3 separate regions of the Drosophila melanogaster genome follow, and regions 1 and 3 are each linked to region 2. Evidence: chromatin contacts called from public Hi-C data. All regions are on one chromosome and are shown on one strand. Each heading gives the region's core, a stretch centred on a gene start, on an enhancer-like site or on the middle of the called end of the contact. The rest is flanking DNA. Distances are from core to core; before and after follow the strand shown.

Region 1 (3,464 bases), core at 751-3,250, 1.9 Mb after region 2:
GAGATAATGCAGACGATGTATCCGGATGCAGCGCATCGGTTCAAGTCGCTGGACGACATATACTACTACGGTGGCCAGAATGCGCACAATCGCCGCGTCGTTATCGCCCACAAGCCGCGCACGCACGAGGATCTACAGCTGCGTGTTGGTGACCTCGTCTCGGTGGCTGGTAACCATTGGGATGGCAATTCCAAGGGCAAGAATACCCGCACCAACCAGGGCGGCCTATTCCCCTCGTTCAAGGTGGAGGAGAAGGTGGACACCGCCAAGCTGCCTCTCTATGCGGGCATTTAGTTAGTTGCTCACATCACTACATTCTCGGCCATGTTGTTGATCGATCTGTAAATCCTATCTGCCGCATTCCACCTGGAATTTCCATGGTGCATATCGATTCGGCTCGGATCAGCATCACCAGAATCTATCGAATGTCCAGAATCTCAAATGAAATCTCGCTCTTTCTGTACTTGTCCATCAATATGTGACTATTTCTTCATGTTCTCGTCTGCGCACTTTTACGCTCTGATTTCGATTCCGAATCTTATTCTTATTCTTATTCTGCATTTGTACAAGTCTTTTAATAAGATGTAAGTCGAAAGCCGAAGAAATTATGTTGACAAGAATATACATAAAGATATTTATATATATAAATAAATTATATATAGAAGTGCATGTAGTTTCACTAAGCGCAATATAGTCTATCACCTGTAAAATAGTTGAAAGAAAACAAAAACAAAGATAAAAAACGAACGCAAAACAAAACTAAAACTGATAAATTCAAGCGTCATAGTAAAAGAAATAAATAGTAATGTTTTAAAAAGCAAATATTGAAAGCGATTTACCTTTTCTGCAACTCTGGGCTGTGGGCTTCGCTACCAGGCGAACAGAAATTTCAGAATGAGACCAACGATCTTTTGGAATTTCGTTTTCAGTATACACCTGCTATTTATTGTAATCGCCTGATGCAAAAAATCAATATATTTACCATAAAAATGTGCATTTTGTACAGACTGGCAGTTTGTTTTCTGCTACTGGTTATGATCGCCTGGTACGAAAAATCTAAAAATTTTCCTCAAAAATGTGTAATTCCTTATTCAAAATTGGAAATTCTAATTTTTTGTCGTTGAATTTCATCAGGCAGCTGGTTTTGAAAATCAATAATTTATTGATTTATTTATTTATTTTAGCGAAACTTTAAAAATTATGGTCCAAATATGGAATGTCATACATCGTTGAGCTCGTAATTGAATTCCGAAACAAACTGTTTTTAAAAATGTGAATTCTATTTTTTGGCCATTTTTTGCAAAATTATAAAAAAAATATAAAAAATTGCCAAAAGTTAATGGGATCGTTAGGATTGATAATAATCAGCTATTATAAAATTTTAGGATATCTTATGATGAAAAATCCAATTGCAAATATCAAATTTTGAACAAAATGCAAAACCTTGTCGATTTTAGCTTGTTATTCGTATGACTTACATCAATTACATTAGCCAGTGGGTTGAAAGACTTTTTAACCTGATCTGGATATGAATGATCATTCATCCATAATATGTACTATATTGTAAATATGCATACATTATAACCATCGAATATTGAAGGACCAGTTTTTTATGATGGCTTTGCGGCGGTTCAAGAACCCCGAGGCGCCGGTGAAAGTGCAAATTGAAGATGCGTGCCCTCGTGATGATGAGTCAAGTCGCGGTAAACCCGCTGGAACACTGCTACTCTTAAAAAAAACTCGCAGGAATTCCAAAACACCAAAACAAGAAAATTCCCAAAAAAAAAAACCAAAAAAACAAAAACGAAACGGGTGCCGAAAATTCGAAACGTGATAAGCCTCCGCACACCGTCAATAAAACAAAAAAATAAGAATAATAACAATAAGCACGCGTATGTGTGCTTATGCATAAATAAATTAAAGGCGTCTGTGTGCGTGGGGCAATTGTAATTAAGTACTCAATGAACCGCAGGGAAGTAAAAAAAACAAAAAAAAATGATCACAGATATTAACAAAAACAAATAAAAATAAAAATTAAACAAAGCGGCCAAACAGGCAGCTAAACCGGCAATCGGGGAATCGGAAAAAGGAGCTCCGCTCGTTGGACAAGGTCAAGTCGGTGTCGTCGGCAGCTGGAGCGGATAAGCCGCCTCATTCCGGGGGCTTTGGCTTCGGTCTCGAACTCGAACTCGGATTCGGATTCGGATTCAGTTTCGCCTTCTGATAACCGACGCCCCCGGTTGCGTATAAAACATTGCCGGTGCGGCCCAAACATCAGCACTTGCGGACCAGCATCCCAGTTGATAACACCTCGCTCGATCCCAGAGTTTCCACCAGAGATTACCCAAAACGAAATCCAGTATCGAGCAGTATGTCGCAGTTTAGCACCGTTGCCGCATTCCTACTCCTCGGCCTGGTCGTCATCCTTGGCGGCCACGTTGGCCAGGCGGCCGTTGCCAAGGTCAAACTGAACAATTCATGTAAGTTTGTGCTGGTGATGTCCACTTGGGTGCAAACCAGTCATATGCCATACTAACTCTTTGCTCCATCGCTTGCAGCGCATCCCGGCAAGTGTGTGCTGGACACGAACACGATCCTGTCGCCCGGGGAGACGGGTCTGGCGCCGGATCTGCCATGCGTGCGGGCCGAATGCCATGCGGATGGCTTGGTGACCTTCAAAACCTGCGATGCAGTCGCTCCGCCACCGGGCTGCAAGCAGCGCGACTTTGTGAACATCAATCGCGAATTTCCCGCTTGCTGCGAGCGGAAATACAATTGCGACAAGCACATCTAACATCTTAAGCCATTATTAATTGCCATAATCCTTAAGTTGCTCAACTAACTAGGAGGCAATGGGCAATGGATTTGTTTTCAGCTTATTATTTCGTTCTTTTTTTTTTTTTTTGTTTGTTTTTATTTATTGTGTATACTACAACATAACAATTAAAATGTAAACGCTTAGCAATACAATTAAATAATTTAATAGAATCATTAACAGAAAATACATATGCATGTACGCTTGCTTGTGTGGGCTTAGTTGGGTGTGGAGTATGGTGAGATGAGGTGTGTACATTCCCCCAACCCAACAATCAATCGCATCTCGTCATCCGATTCGGCTCGTTCTGGCGCCGGGTCATAACGTTGGACCACTGGATAGCCATGTACCATCTGGGTGGTATGCATGGCCGTGGTTGAACGCTACATTCACTACACTAACTGATTACACTAGATGGCTGGCGCGCATTAGACGCAATAAAATCGAATTAAAAAGTATTAAACAAAATCACAAGGACGAAGAAGGCAGGGGAGGTAATGTTACTAGGCATGCATACATACATACATACGTATATATGTACACCTGCGTGTTGGCTGTCCGTCCAGAACGAGGCGAATCCGAATGTATGGATGGATTGAATCCTTTTTGGTGTGTTTGGTGTGTCCTGTTGCAATCGCAATTTCCTGCT
Region 2 (3,348 bases), core at 675-3,174:
GGCATGCTCTTCGATATGGACGTTTAGGGAACTCAATCCCTCGCCCCAGTTGGGCGCACGTGTCTTTAGCTCGTCGTCCGGCCAGAATTTGTGCTTGTTGCGGAGCAACTGCATCAGCTGGGCGGACAGAGTCTCCACGCTGGCTTCCCCATGAGCCTTAACGATCGCCTCGAACTCCTGTTTGCCATGACGCACCTTCTCGAACGGAGAGTGCGGCAGACTGTTGCCAAATCCGTAGCACTCGCCGTTCTGGAAATCCTCCAGCGTGGGCGGCACATTGCTCAGCAGCTTCACGCGAGCGGGCTGGGATGCAGATCTGTTGAGAACGAAGGCGTGCAGTAGATGGTATCAATGTTTCGCTAATGGTTCCCTAATGTTATTGCATATTATTCAGAATTTATACGTATAATTCGGAGATAAAGACAGCATAAAGCAATATATGTACATACTAATATGCATATAATTAGAATATATAATAATTCAGGTTAACCTGAATGGGCGCAGACTCACCCAATTTCGATGGACACAAAGTTGAAGGCAGAATACTTGGTGCAATCTTTGAGCAGCCTTTCGTTGTAGTTCAGGATGCTGTGCTCCTCGTCCGCCCGGGTAACATAGTCCGCCACAATCATGCCGCGCCCTAGTAAGAAATGTTCGTTATTCGATTGCCCCCTACTCGGATTCGTATTCGGGTTCTGAATTGGATTCGGATTCGGATGACGGTAGCTGTTGGAGGTGGTGGTCTTGGGGCAAAGGTTAATGCCGGTGCTGTTGCTGTTGTGATTATGCGGTTGCAAAATGTTTTTGTGCGCTTCAAACAGAAAACAGAAACGAAGAAAGTTTGTTTTTGCTTTGCTTTTTCTTTGGTCGCGGTTGTGAAAGTTTTAGTTCGGGCCAAGTGTTAGGTGTATGGATGAGTGTGTGTGCGTGTGTGTGCGCGTCAATTTGGATTAGTAAGTAGCTCAAATGGGTTTACCAACTGCATCGCGTGGCTTGGGCTCGCCGGTCAGATTGAGCAGGGCGCCCACCTTAAAGAAGCCAGCGGAGTGGCCGATCGCCAGCCAGGTGCCGCCCTCGCGTCCCGGCTCCAGATCGATCCCTGAAATGGGGGAATACATAAATATTTACTCAAGTTGATCCCGCACTCATGGGTAAGATGGCTTGAAATCCAATTAGGTTGCTGGGAAACAGATCTTGTGAGAGGTGTTCATTCTAACAAACTGCTATCAAATCATCTTAGTGACTAAACTATAGGTAACATCTTGATGAATACAAGCTCTCAAGGATTATACTCCATCTAAGCATAGGCATTCAAGGGCATAAGCCCCACCACTTACCTCCGTAAACATGATCGGCATTCGCCCACTTGGCTGCCGATAGGGTGGCGCGGGCAAAGAACTCGTCCCGATTGGAGGCCAGGATGAGCTTGTAGCCACCCGGTTGCGGATTCGAGTCCGCACAAAAGAATATCACGCACATCGTCGGAATCCTATACTTATTTGGCTATTGTTGCGATTTGTAGTGCCTTGAGGTTGTGGGACAACTGCGAATGGGATCCGGAAAAGTGGGCTTTAATCTCGGTGGGGCGTCGGTATCAAAATGGCAGGTTGTTCGGCTCAGTCTTCTCTTTGTTACTTTGTGGCAGTGGAACTATAGCGCCGGTTTTATCACCAAATAGCCGTACGTACGTACAGCTGATATACAGTCTTATCCGTTGTTTGCGAGACCAGCTAATCTAAGTGGTAAATGTAAATGGTTTGGATTGGTGGGTGTTCTCTGTGAGCCGTGCCTCTATGTGATATATACATATCTACGGGGCAAAAAGCATTCCCGTTAACGCAAACAAAGCAGTATTTTCTGAAATTTCAATGACCGGGTTGCCTTGTTTTGATTTCTCTTTTAATTTTGTTTTTGTTTTGTTTTGGCGTTGCCAGCTGACAGGAGAATCGATAAGAAAATCGTTAACACTCTGCTGCCCTGTGCAATATTCTTTTAGCTATTTTATTAATTGCTAATTATTTATTTGTGCAGTCTATGACTTATCTTAATTTGTACTTTTAAATTTGAAGATTTTAGTTCCTCATCGTGCGCTGAAACAATGATTGACCAATATGATTGTGTAATTTATTTCCAAAGCCATATATAACGTATATATAAACATATTAGTTTTTTTTGTCGCCTGTGCCGATCCAGATAACAAACTACTATTTTGAAATTGGCGTAACAGGTAGGTAGGCATTATCGCCAGTTGCCCATCTCTATTGTATGACCGTGGGCCCGGCAATCGATTGGCTTACAACTTATCGATGTTTGAAAACTAACCAAAAACCCTGTAACATAGGCTTGTAATTAAAACTAGAAAATACCATTACATAGCTATGCACTGCAATGCATAAATTAACTAACAGACCTATACAGGCCCTTAAATTGGTAAGAAAACTGATCGCTAAAATTAAAGCGAAAGAGTGGATTTTTTAGGACAAAAATACCGGTCGGTCGAGAACATTTGGGGGGAAAATCATGTCGCCATCTGGTAACACTGGCATTCAGCAGAGCAGTGAAAACGACGTTAATATTTCTGATCAATTAAACAATTGGAAAATCCGGCCGCAGATCGCGATCTAAACGTATCGCCCTCGCCACGCCCACTGCCGCCCACGCCCCCTGGCGCGGGGTCACATCGATAGAGAGCTTTGCGTGTGTGTGTGTGTGCGTGCGTGTATGTGTCGGTCGAGAGGAGAGGTGGAAGACGAAGAAGAATAAAAAAAACAGGCAGCGAAAAGCGATAAGAAACGGAACACAACACACTGGAAAAAAATTGCGATAAGAAACGGGGCGGAGCGGAGCGGAAATTGCCAAGACTCTGGGATGGATTAGCGGCACAGCCGGACTCTGAGGTTAGCCAACAGTGGGATTAGGACCAGGAACAGCCATGTCCTCCGCCGTTAACATCCAGATCGTCTCTATGCCGAATCTGGCCAAGATCGAGAGCTTCCTGAAGGATGTCAGCTACCGGGAGACGATCGAGTACAGTGCCAACTTCAACACGCGCCTGTGCAGCGAACGGCGCCACCGGCTGCCCTTCCTCGATCCGCAGACAGGCGTCGCCCAGAACCACTCGCAGCTCTTCCTGGACAAGCGACAGCGGATGCCCGGCTTCCGGCAGGGCCAGATCTACACGTATCCGGCGGCCCGCTGGCGGAAGAGCCGTCGTCAGTACTTGAGCAAGATGTACAGGTGAGGAATCGTAACCAATCGGTGCGGGATTTGAGTGACTGGCACATGCACAAGGAAAAGTTAGGTATAACTCTGGCGAAGCAAATTAGAGCTTGGAAATCTAGGAGTCTG
Region 3 (3,774 bases), core at 321-2,820, 1.8 Mb after region 2:
GATATTTCTCGATCATTTGAGCGATGCCGCGATTTGTTAGTATATATCTGGCGTGTATGAGGCCGTAGAGCATCTCGGCGGCCTGCTCGGTCATGTCGGACTGCAGTGGATTGTCCTCGAGCTCGTCCTCTGTGGATGGTAAGGCGCATTAGCTATATACATTACAATTTTGGATATGGGTAACAGCCCATTCTAAACTTACCCGGTTCCAAGTCCAAGATCATGTCCAACGCTTGCCGATAGTTGGGTACCTGCTCATTTAAACCAGTTAAATTGAATTTATCCTGTATGTAGTCCTCATCCACCTGGAATCAAAAGCGTATGCAATTAGGATCTGTACTGGAATATACTGTCATATATCCACTATATCGTGTGTTATCTGGACATGTGTGTACAGTTGGGCTCGGTATTGCCCCACCTTGCGGCACACACGCACACACACACACACACACGCGCGCGCAAAGGCAGAGATTGAGGGCTGCACTTTGCAATTGTTGCACTTATAGCGCGCGCTTAGATAACGCGATTACAGCGAAGAACGCGGGTAATTCGTCGTTGATGCTGATATGATGATGATATCTCACCTCGCAGAAGAACTCATTGCCACGAAGTCCACAGAACCAGGTGACCCAGGAGACTTCCTCGGAGCTGCTCATTTTGCTGCAAAGATAAGCGAATGGAGTTGCTAATTCATATTTTCATCGTTTTTTTTTTGCTGACAAATTATCCTGCACACGCATACCACACATGCACACCGCACTCTCACACACACAGGCAATCATGGCACACACACTGGGACAAACGCTCACGCACTATTACATACATTAAGGGGATTATTTTGCGTAATTTGGGCTGGCGTGCGAAATTTATTGTTAAAATATCTTGGAACGGAATCTTGGCACTTTCTTGTCTACCCCACCCCCCCTGCTTTCTTCACGTTTCCTTTTGGTTCCGCTTCTTGTTGCTCGCACAAACCACACTCTCTTTTTCCGCTTTTTTCTTCTTTCCTCCTCTTTTTTTTTGGTTGGATTGGCCTTTTGGGGTTTTTGTTTTCGGTTTTCCGTTTAATTCGCGTTGCTTGTACAATGTTACTAGTTTTCGGTGATCGCACCGTTGAAATTCGTGTGGTCGGGGGGCATAAAAATAAATTTTTATACTCGTATTGTGACAATTGACAAGCGCTCATACAAAATGTGCCGAGCAGCAAGAAGAAGCACACACTGTTGGAAATTGAGAAAAAAAGAGACACATATACAGGGGCCACCACACGCACACAAGCAAACACGCACACCGCGAAGCGCACATAGGGACGTGCACACACGCACGCCTTTACACCGATGAGCGCAATCCAACGCACACCAACTTGCTATTCTGTATTTTTCCCGCTGCGGCTATCTTCCAGTGGCCAGCACTCACCCAAATTGTTAATAATTACTCAAATTGATCGACTTTTGTACTGCAGCTGAACCGGTAAAGGCAAATATTGTAGCGAAGACGATGATATCAGGTATGCAATCTCGACTATCGATTACCGCTGTCCTGCGCTGTCCGCAGGCGATTGCCAATCGATGTGGCGCCGTGTCATCGCTAAGCGATGTATCGGCTAATCGGGATTGCGCGTTTCGCAACACTGGTTCGGAAAAGCAATTAACCAAACAAAACGCGGAATTATTTGTTAAATAAGCAAATCAAGCCAAATATTAAAATATTGTTTATTACCAGCATTTAGTTGGCTGTTTTGCCATTTGTCAAATAATTTACCGATTGCAGCTAGCAATATTTTCTTACAACTACTTTAAGGTATTATTTCGTTTAGTTGTATGGTAACACTATGTTGAAAGTTTGAAATGTTTGAAAGTGCTTATTTAAATTTGTATTATTGACAAAATAAATCGGGTTTTCGTATAATATTTTCTCTTAGTTGATTGATTAGACTAATAATACAAGAACGAGCGATAAACCCACTGCATGCATTTTAAGCGCAATCGCTCGAAAGATGTCAGAGTGAGAGCGAAGCGAGTTGCGAGCTTAAGCGAAAAAGCGAGAGCAAGGCCTTATCGCTTCAACTCGCTCAGGGCGTACGATTGTTTTGTTATATTCTGCGCTATATTACCGTTTATTTTCAAAACACACGTTATTTTGTTTTGTCTTGTTCCATTCTGTAAATAACCTTTTATATAAATTATTGAATTCGCCTTTTTCATTTCTATTTCAGTTAAGAGGGTGGACGACAGTTTTAACAGAAAGTTAATAGTTGCGCTTGATGCAAAAAATTCCTCGTCCGAATCCATCACGTTCACATTAATAACTAAAAGAGAGCAATGTAGCTCGTTTCTCGCTTAGCTCTTACTCTGCCATCGACTCGCTTTGCTCACAGCTTCTCGCTTTGCTCATAGCTTCTCGCTTCGCTACTAGCGCGCACTCTGCCGTCAGGCTTATTGATAATTTTGAAGATTTCCTTGGCTCTCTTGCGTCCATTCACAACATAGGCCAGTGGATCGTCGCGACTAGATTCCATTAGATTGTCGCACGATTCCTGCCCGATGTTAAACATAAAGGATGTGTCGATATCCTGCGGCAACTTGCCGCGCAGAAAGCTGATCTCGTTGTCGGCCAACGATGTTTTCCGCGACAAAAGCAGGGCGGACAGGTAACGTGGTTGCTTCTTCTTCTCGGCGCAGTGCATCACCAGGCCCCAGGTGTCGTAGTCCGTGTCCAGAACGTATGTGTTGTAGATGCCCTCATCTGCAAGGAGGTACATATAGAAACGAAAATACTGCTTAAAACATATATTAAACCCGGGCAGATCGAATTACTCTTTGGCATAGTAATTACCAAACTACTTCAAACGTATCACAACTACATTTTGAATAGATTTTCGTTTTGAATTTGATTGTAGAAACATTTCCATCACTCACATATGTCCTCCGTGTGCTGCCAATGTCCTGGCTCTTGGAATTTGGGTATCATCCAGGTGATGTTGCCCACGAGCTTCTCGCGCAGCGGATCCTCCGCAAATATGTAGCTAAAGTTCATCGTTATCTAATTTAAATTGAGGTATTGAGGTATAATTTGTAATAGGGATAAAGGTCCTTGCTGCCACTCACATGCTGATCCTCTTTGGAAAAGGAAAAGTGACTGCGCATGCACGCGTACTCCGGAAGTTCCTCTGTGGATGCGTAATACTGAACCACGTGCCAACAGCCCATCATGCGCTCCAAATCGAAGTTCTTAATGGCTCCCACCTAAACGGAAAATTAGTTCCATAATAAGTTAGATATGTAAGTAATTTAGAGGAGGTCTTTATAATGTTGTATAATATAATATATAATGTAATCTATAATGATAAAGATCTATTATACTTTATGATAGGAGTTTTTTTCTATTACCTATATATATATACATTAGACAGCGAGGGTTTCTGGTTAAGATTCACATACATATCTTATATTTATAATAACTCTTGAGACAGTCGTGCTTTTTAATGGGTATTTAAAAACCCTGGTGTACGATCATTATTATGATATTTGAGAGGTCAGGGCTGCTAATAAATATGCCCAATAAACGTTAAGACCACAAATGCATCTTGGCTATAATCCCAATTCAACTTAGCTAGCTGCATGTGTGTATTTACATTGTTTGCCCTGGCGACCACAAAACAAAACAAACTTCGGTTGGTGAAAGAGTCGAAGAAGCGACAGACGACGAAAGCCGTTAGCGCTGTCACCGTGATTGACTACTGACAGTTCATTGAGAAGTCAGTATGGCCGTCCC

The links. A called contact is a pair of places that touch in the nucleus more often than the background predicts.
Region 1: a contact with region 2 is called in a Hi-C map of the Kc167 cell line, with 1.9 times the contacts expected there. The contact joins the promoter of CG2444 here to the promoter of Tango2 in region 2. A contact is called at or near these places in 11 of 107 Hi-C or Micro-C datasets (the Kc167 cell line, the S2 cell line, cellular blastoderm embryo and 5 more).
Region 3: a contact with region 2 is called in a Hi-C map of the Kc167 cell line, with 2.9 times the contacts expected there. The contact joins the promoter of CkIIbeta here to the promoter of Tango2 in region 2. A contact is called at or near these places in 2 of 107 Hi-C or Micro-C datasets (the Kc167 cell line and eye imaginal disc).

The regions. Positions count from the first base shown.
Region 1 is chrX:11,703,836-11,707,299 of dm6, reverse strand. It overlaps CG2444, which reads left to right and starts at 2,000. Exons shown (of 2, transcript NM_001298206.1): 1 at 2,000-2,480; 2 at 2,559-2,990. The coding sequence starts at 2,372. The coding sequence ends at 2,794. PhKgamma (Phosphorylase kinase gamma) reads right to left here. Exons shown (of 11, transcript NM_167297.3): 11 at 2,906-3,464. FucT6 (alpha1,6-fucosyltransferase) reads left to right here. Exons shown (of 4, transcript NM_132512.4): 4 at 1-725. The coding sequence ends at 294.
Region 2 is chrX:13,615,565-13,618,912 of dm6, reverse strand. Tango2 (Transport and Golgi organization 2) reads right to left here and starts at 1,924. Exons shown (of 4, transcript NM_132677.4): 1 at 1,338-1,924; 2 at 977-1,099; 3 at 511-640; 4 at 1-316. The coding sequence starts at 1,479. It overlaps tth (toothrin), which reads left to right and starts at 2,327. Exons shown (of 2, transcript NM_001298287.1): 1 at 2,327-3,237. The coding sequence starts at 2,933.
Region 3 is chrX:11,790,329-11,794,102 of dm6, reverse strand. It overlaps CkIIbeta (Casein kinase II beta subunit), which reads right to left and starts at 1,570. Exons shown (of 7, transcript NM_206692.3): 1 at 1,417-1,570; 2 at 585-660; 3 at 203-305; 4 at 1-129. The coding sequence starts at 656. Karl (karl,) reads right to left here. Exons shown (of 5, transcript NM_001298208.1): 3 at 3,108-3,245; 4 at 2,919-3,042; 5 at 1,850-2,745. The coding sequence ends at 2,372. It also overlaps asRNA:CR44962.